Linked DNA regions of Triticum aestivum: region 2 is linked to region 1. Evidence: chromatin contacts called from public Hi-C data. All regions are on one chromosome and are shown on one strand. The core of a region is the stretch at or near the end of the contact, and the rest is flanking DNA. Distances in the headings are between cores, read along the strand shown.

What was found. Hi-C and Micro-C count contacts between places; a contact is called where the count stands out from the background.
Region 2: a Hi-C map of leaf shows a contact between it and region 1, with 4 times the contacts expected there. The contact joins the promoter of LOC123052917 here to the enhancer-like site in region 1. A contact is called at or near these places in 2 of 5 Hi-C or Micro-C datasets (both in leaf).

Annotation. Positions count from the first base shown.
Region 1 is chr2D:317,739,156-317,743,068 of IWGSC CS RefSeq v2.1, forward strand. No RefSeq gene overlaps it. Among protein-coding and RNA genes, the nearest start is that of LOC123052916, 72 kb to the left of the region's middle. Within about 2 kb of position 2,551, at least 1 of the 8 cell types and tissues checked has an H3K27ac peak or open chromatin away from gene starts, as enhancers often do. A contact at or near this core is called in leaf, where this site is marked.
Region 2 is chr2D:317,964,968-317,969,359 of IWGSC CS RefSeq v2.1, forward strand. LOC123052917 (mitogen-activated protein kinase kinase kinase 5) reads left to right here and starts at 1,476. Exons shown (of 12, transcript XM_044476284.1): 1 at 1,476-2,145; 2 at 2,899-3,546; 3 at 3,628-3,715; 4 at 4,113-4,175; 5 at 4,252-4,392. The coding sequence starts at 1,640.

The DNA.
Region 1 (3,913 bases), core at 1,301-3,800:
CCACCTATCATTGAATTTTACTGGCTGTCAGCCTGATGAGATGAAGAGGCAAGAATAAAACTTCATTTTTCGTTTATGTTCTTGTACTGGTGTAGGGCTTGTCCAACGGTGCATGTGTTGGACTTGTACATCCCTTGTCTAAGAAGAACATACATCAAGCCACCCGAAGCCATCACTTACACCTACAAAATTCGATATTGTGGAGTGTTCTCACTCTCCATATCTAAATTCAGTGTCGTCGCCGATCCATCCACATAACGTATCGAAATCAACAACTGGTGCAGCAGACGTAAAGCGTACATCACATGCATATGTTCTAGACGCCGCCATCTTCATCGAACCGCTGACCCATCTTTAGGAGAGAGATCCGCATCATTCTTGCCAGTTCGTCCAACCGTCGACGCCACCACGGCGTCCAACGGCGCCCCCGCCACGTGCTCGTCCATCTAGATGCGAAGATTCTGAAAGATCTGTCGTGTGTAGCACCTGCAACCAGGCATGACACATCGTAGCACCTGTCGTTCAGGCATTACTTGATATCTCCACCGAAAGCTCCGTGCAAGATGAAGCCGTTCCACCTCCTGCCCCTGTCTTCCATCGCTGCTCCACAAACGATGCTCCCAAGAGAGAAATTGACACCGCAATACCGCCATCGTCCGATCTAAAAGATCAGATCCTGGGGTTTCCCCAGGAGCAGCACGAGTGGGTCGACAGTAGTTACACGACGATGCCTTCATCAAGGTAACGACACAGAATGCCACCATTGCCTGCCATCGGCTCGCTTTTCACCGGCAACTATGTCTTCCTGACTCGCAGCCGGAGCTAGATGACGGATCTCGAGATCTGCCCATCTAGCATCAGGCCGACCACCTCCGGCGAAGGAGATGGCCATTACCACCGCATCCAGGGCCTAAGCCCCCGACGTCCTGGTGTTGCAGGTCCAGCCCAGAAGCCGCTTGACGTCGCCGGATCAGCGGAGATGCATGATAGCGTGTGGAGCGGCCCGCTGAAGCCCATTTGGGCCCAGGTCGGGCGCCCTAGCCGCGCCGCGGAGATCTCGCCGTCACCGGCTCCAGCATGCCGACCCTGGTCGGCGTTGGCCTGCGGGGGAGGAGGGGTATGAGCAATCCTCTTCCTTGACGTCTTCTTGTGTGCAGGATTCCTTGACGACCTCTTGTGTGCAGGAGTCCAATAGTCTCTTAAAATGGGAGAGATTTTCACTTCTCGGACTCTGCACCAACCAAAGATGCATACAACCATTTTTGTATGAGTATCAAGATAAACATGGTCCTTAATTTTTTTTAAGGGTGTGTCTAGGGCACATCTAGATGTGCTCTAGTTATTGCACATCTAAGTGAGTGAATTAAGCATAAAGAGAAAGAGAAAAAAGGAAATATCTACACGAATCTCAACATAAGATCAATGACATAGGACTTAGATGTGCAATACTTATAGCACATCTAGATGTGCTTTAGCTCTCTTCATTTTTTTAAATGAGTATCAAGATGTTTTTTGACGAGAGGTTCCACCGCACATCATGCTTTTTGAAAGATCCAGCAAAGTGCTGGCTTCAACTAGATTTAGCAGAAAGCAGCGGGAAAATAACATGAGGATCCAAAGATCAAAGAAAAAGAAAAACCGCAACCCTATTGGTTGCAAGACAACACCACACTTACACGACGGATCGCCATCCACCCACAATAGGATGACGCAGCTCCGACTCCGGCAAAGAGACAATGGAGAATTAGGCAAGGCTGGCGTCAGAGAAGATCGCCGAACAGACCACACGACGCCCGTCATCGTACGCCAACGGGGCCCAGACCGCAGCTTCGACTTCACAGCAACAAGCAGCCGAGGTAATCTTGTAGACACGCCGAAGAAGAGCCGACTACCACAAACAATGCCACACCTCCGACAATGCTCACCGCCGTCATCGTTGCCACAGAAGCCTAACCGACGGACACGACCAAGTAGCACGAACAACATCCCCCACCTATCACTGGTCCCTCTGGCAGGCAAGAAGCTTCTGGAACGATGCCCCAAGAGGTGCGACACACGTCGCCATCATCGCCTGATCCCTGAGGATCAAGGGTTTCCCCCGAGCATTCTTGCATAGTGGAGCGAGCAGAAACGCCTCATAAACGCCTTCTAAAAGGAAGCAGCGCCCGCAGGCACCGCACATCATGCTTGATCCTTAATAAACGAGAGAAAACCCCTGTGTATCATCTGTCAATTCTAGGAATTAATTTTTCATAAAAAAAATCTTGAAATTAAACACGGCTCGTTAGGCTGCACAACCACATGCCCAACCACTGAGCCAAGGCTGTCTTTGCCCCACATGCTGGCTGGAGCCTAGAACTACGGATCTCTTCCCCTGAATGCGGAAGAATATTCCGAACAAACTTATTAAGGCCGTACGCAAATACCAACAGAAACTGCAACAGTTGAGTATGTATACATGAGCGGCACCACAACTACATATCTACCTCTGGATGCGTACAGTACAATACATACATAGACATAGGTCGCTATCTACCACGGTCCACAGTGGATTCGCGCAGATTCGATTCTGCTTTGCAGAGCAGAGCATATTCACGCAATTTGCATCGACAGGGATGCGCATGCCCACAAGTCGCTGTTAATTCTTTGTTGGAACTACTCTCAGTTTGCAGTTTCCCCCTCGCTGTGATTGTTTCGTCGCCGTCATAGCTGCAGAGACGGAATAAGATCATCGGAGGAGCCAACACGACGGAGGATCGTCGGGAGGTCCTATTTAGTGGTCAATCCTATATGCCTCGAGACAGGCCGGCCTTTTTCGGCAGTTTCGTTTTTCGTGTGTGTGTGTTGTTTTTTGTTTCGATTTTATTTTTGTTTTTCTATATTTCTCTTTTTTGCGAGTATATATTTCTCTTTTTCAGATTTGGTTTGCTAATTGTTTTCATTTTGCACATTTTCTTTTTTTAGATTTGGCAATATATACGGTGAACATTTTTCAATACAAACTGAACATTTTTTAATACAATGAACTTTTTTAATTATATGATTGAAAACAATATACTCACTGAACATTTTTTTAAAGTACAGTGAACCATTTTCAATATAGGACAAACGTTTTTTAATATATACTTAACTTTTTTAAACACATACTGAACAATTTAAAAAACTGCTAAAAAATTTCAAATATTGTTCAAGTATTCAAATAATATTCAAAATTTTCCAAAAAATGGCGCTTTCAAAGAATATTCATATTTGAAGAAAATGTTCAACAGAAACCGACCCTTTGCTACAGTGTCCAGTTCTCATCACTACAGTGCTCTGTTGCATTCCAAATGTGCTGTCCCGTCTGATCGCACCTGTGCGAAGGCTAGGCTGTTTACCACTCATGAGCGTCCTATAGGACCTCTCCTGTTTAGCGGCAAAGGAGCTAGAACTAGCGCTACCGCAGAGCCCACTTTTAACGTGACGGCCCAGAAAAATATAGCAGTCGCTCGCTCTAACTCACTTCGTTTTTTTCTCTCGCTCCCTCATTACAAAAACTTCCATTTGTTTGACAAAACCGGCTATGTTATTCTTATAGATTTGAAAAATTCGTGACTTCAAAATAGATCAAAAATTTCAGGTATTTTTTAAAAAATGTTATTAATTTCAAAAATAATCACAAGTTTAAAAAATATTCAAAATTTAAGAAGTTTCTCGGGATTTATTTTAAAAATAAAAACTCATTTTTCAGTAATAATTTTTTTCAAAAATAGATATTTTAAAAATATTCATGTTAAGAGAAGAAAAACCAAACCAAAACAAGGTAAAAATCAACGAAAGAGCATAAAACAAAAAACGGCCTGAGCAACCGGCCAAACAGCCTGAAACACATTTTTTAGATAAACCAAAAGGACAAAATTACCCCCCCCCCCCC
Region 2 (4,392 bases), core at 226-2,725, 220 kb after region 1:
GTTGAAGTTTCGGCCGGACGCACACGTATCGTTCGATGCCTCGCGATCTCTCGACTCCACCTGTGCCACGTCCCTCGCGCGTACCTTCTGGGCCCGCAGATCGTGCCACATCTTCTTCCTTATCTCTTCAGTCAGGCAACGCCGCACATCTCTTCCCCCAAATCAGAACAAACTTGCGCTTCTCCGGCGAGCGTTCGCCCACGACCTGCCCCGCACTGCACCGGCGAACGGCCATCTCTACCCATCCCCCCCCCCGCGCGCGCTGCTCCGGCGAGCGCCGCCCTCCTCCTGCGCGGCCGTGCAAGGAGGTGTTACAACCACGGCGGCGAGTGCTACAACCCATGACGACAGTGCTACGACGGTGGCGAGCAGGGGCTTCTGCAACCATGCCTAGCGAGCTGCAACCAGCACGGCGCGAGCTGCAAAACGGCGTGACTAGCTGCTACAAGCGGCGAGGTGGAGCTCAACGACGAGCTTCAACCGGAGGTGACCAGTGCTGCAACCAGCGTGGATTTTTGCTAGAACCGGCTGGCAAAAAAGCTACATCAACATGATGCGGACGACCAGCCCAGTCAATTTGCTCCAACCGCCTTTTTTTCCCTACATCTGGTAAGTTTTTTTGCTGGATCGTCGAGATGTATTTTTTGTTGCGACCGCCGGCGGTGAGACATGATTTTTTGGGCGGTGGCAAGAACAATCATTTTTCCTACAGCTGCCTTTTTATTTTGCTACAACAGGTACATTTTTTGCTGGATCATCGAGATGTATTTTTGTGGACCGCCGGTGGCGGAGGCATGAATTTTTTTTCTGGAACCTGCGATGTGTTTTGTTGGAACCGTGTTTGTGATTTGTTACGACCAGAGACACCATTTTTCTTGTTGTGAGTTTTGTTCTTTTTTGCTGACCACCGACGGTGGAAGCCAGCGAGGGCGAAGCAGATGTGGATGGTTGTCGGAAGTATTGCAATCATGGCGCCACGCGCCGGAACCGGGGTAGAGCTGCAATCACAGAGAGCAGAAGATCGAGTCCCTGCCGCATCCGTGTTGCAATCCCCGACGGCCGAGCGGCGAGAGGCTGCGGGGCTCGCGACAGTGCTGTAACCGACGACGGGAGGCTAGGCGTGCGGACGACACATGTGAGATGAGTTAAGGTTAGCGGAGAGAGAGAGGAGCGATATGCGTTGACCCAGTGTGGTGGAGGAGGAGAAAGAAAACCAATAGGCTACATCGAACGGTTCCACGAAAGGCAATCAGACAGCTAGGGGCCGACCGGCCGAAAGGTTGGACCGGTGCGCCGGCGCCTAGCAGTGGCCAATCGCCAAACTCATGCGGACCCTCCTTTCATTTCATATATCTAGCTTCTCTTAGCCATCAGTGGCAAAAATGGAAAAAAGCAGTGGACGGGTTCCCTGGCGCGAGTTGACTGAAAAGACTTCCTTCTTCCTGGATGCCGCGTGCGTTCCATTCTTTTCCCTCCCGAAAACGCCGCACATCACAACGACAGACCACCCAAAAAAAAAGTTGATTTTTTTTTCTGGGAGGAGGTGGTCGTCGTCGTCGTCGTCTCCGTCTACCTCCTCTCCGCCTCCGATGCCATTAACCCCACTCCCACGGCCAGCCTCTCGTCGCGAGCCCCCGTGATGCCATCGTGGTGGAAGCGCTCCAAGACCGCCTTCCGCCGCTCCGCCACCACCGCCGCCTCCTCCGCCCCGGCCTCCCCCGCGCGGGCGTCCACCTCGCGCTCACAGACGCGACGCGCGGGGTCCGAAGACGCCGGGGACCTCCTCCTCGCGCGGCCACACCGCCAGCCGCGCCAGCTCACGCGACAGCGGAAGCTGCGCCACGTCTACGATATCGACGCGCTGCTCGCCGACCTCGGCATCGACGTCGCGTCCTCCTCCTCGCCGCCGCACGCCAGGGGGCGCGCCTCCGCATCCGATGCCGTCGGCCTCGGTCCCCCGATCTCGAGGTCCTCCAACGCCGCGGACGGGGTGGTAGCTCCGCCTCCGAGGTCCGCGTCGTCCCCCGTGTTGCACCCGCTGCCGTTGCCGTCACCGTCACCGAAGCCCCCCGCAGAGCTGGAGACGACGGACTCGGCGGGGGTCGCGGAAGGCGGGAACGAGAGGGCGTCGTTGCAAATACCGAGGTAATGTTGATTCATCATGAATAAATAAAAATCGTTGCAACTTACGATATCTTATTTTCCCTATCGTCGACTGCTCCGAATTGTGTGCCGTCGTGTGATTGAACGTGATCGCTGAGCTGAGGAAACGACGGTAGAATTATGATCTTTTATCACGTAAACAATTTGCGACCTGTTAATGGGATTGACATGTGTAGGAAGCTAGTACAAGGATTGCAGTGAATTATACTACCTTCTGTTTTTTCATTACACCATCCAGCCATTGCAATATAGATGAATCTCTTCAGGATTTACATTGAGGTGAAAGATAGGTGGGGTTGCAATCCAACCATCTACAGGTAGAAGTAGCTAATAGTCGAAAGCCTGCTATGATTGTTTGGCCACTGCTTGTATTTATTGTAGGTTAGAAATGAAGGGACAGGAGTTCAGAAGTCAGAACATTCTCTGAACTAGAATGTTCCTGGTTGGGAGATGGTGTTATTGCAGTTCTTATCAATGGTTTACCTCCGTTCGTACGCTATGACATCTGACTGAAGAACAAAAATTGTGGGGTAACCAGAATGACTTGGGTGGTAGGATCCGCTGCTGTTACTAGCAAATTAGTTGCATTATTAAGTCTCATTTGCTGACCGGTCCTTTCCCTCTCTACTTTTAATGATATACTCCATATTGTTTTTAAGCTTGAAAGAAATCTGTATCTAAACTTGCATTGTTCCTTGCATCATTTCCGGGTTCTTACTAATCATGTGGTTGCAGGGTGACAGGTCAGACTGTGCAAAAGTTCCCTGAACATAATGATTTCTGCTCAAATGGTACAAAGCGGTCTACCTCTAGTCACCACCGAAAAGCACTCCGTGACAAGTTCCAGGATAAGAGTTCAGCTGAAACAGGGAACTTCCGTTTGAACATTCCAACTAGAAGTGCTCCAACCAGTGGATTTTCCAGTCCCGTAGGCAGCCCTCCAAGATTGAGCAATGCTGACGTCTCATCTACTGTGGCATCTTCTCATGCTCCTCAAGCATGGTCAGCTCCATCGATCCACACTATTGATTTTCTGGGAGCTTTATCTCCTCGGACTTCGCCTGAAAAACTTACAGGGGCTTCAGAGCCATCTCCTTACTCTAGTACATTCAGAAGTCCTATTCTTATGCCAAGGAATACCAGTGCCCCTCCATCGCCACTCCCAAAGTTATTCCCAGAAAACCAAATTTCACGTACTGAAGTCAATGGAAGTGCTAGTTTGCATCCATTACCACTTCCTCCTAGTGCTATAAGCCCAATGCAAACATCTTTCAGCAACCAGCCTGCTCCAAAAGTTGAAATGCCTTCGGTGTCTTGTCAGTGGCAAAAAGGAAAACTTCTAGGTAGTGGTACATTTGGCTGTGTATATGAAGCTACCAATAGGTATGGAAGTGTATTCTCCATATCATTGTGACTATTACTTCGTTGACTTCTGGATGTTTGTGTACTGACATTTGCTTGTAGGAACACTGGAGCTCTTTGTGCAATGAAAGAGGTCAACATAATTCCTGATGATGCTAAATCTGCCGAGTCGTTGAATCAACTGGAGCAGGTTATCAAATTTGACTTATTATCTGAAGAAAGTGCATGCTGGATTTTGTTGCAAAAACAGGGAATTTGACCCTCTTTTCAATCAGTTCCATTGGTTCTTTGGGAATCTTTCATATGTTATTTTTCCTATTGAATTTCTTATTCTGATAATCAAGTCTTAGCTGCTTCAGTTTATTGTGCTTCTTCCAACAATTAAATATGACAGTAGTATGCCATGTGCTCATTGAAATACTTGTGATCTTCAACACAGACGAACTTAGTATCTAGAACACTCTAGTGTAGCACCTTTCTGAGAATTGGTGTTTATTATTACAATGTAGTATTTGCCTTTTATCCTTGATAATGATTTACATGCAAGTTACAAGCTGCCTTTGCTGATCTATATTCATATATTTCAGGAAATAAAGTTCCTAAGTCAATTTAAACATGAAAACATAGTTCAGTATTATGGCAGTGACACTGTAAGTTCCCCAGTATGCTGAGCTAAGTATTTCTTGTGCTTCCGTAACGACATCTTATTCTTGGAGACCCTTGCAGATTGAAGATCGTTTCTACATTTACCTGGAATATGTACATCCGGGTTCGATTAATAAGTATGTCAAACAACATTATGGAGCAATAACAGAATCAGTTGTCCGTAACTTCACCCGACATATTCTTAGAGGCCTAGCTTTTTTG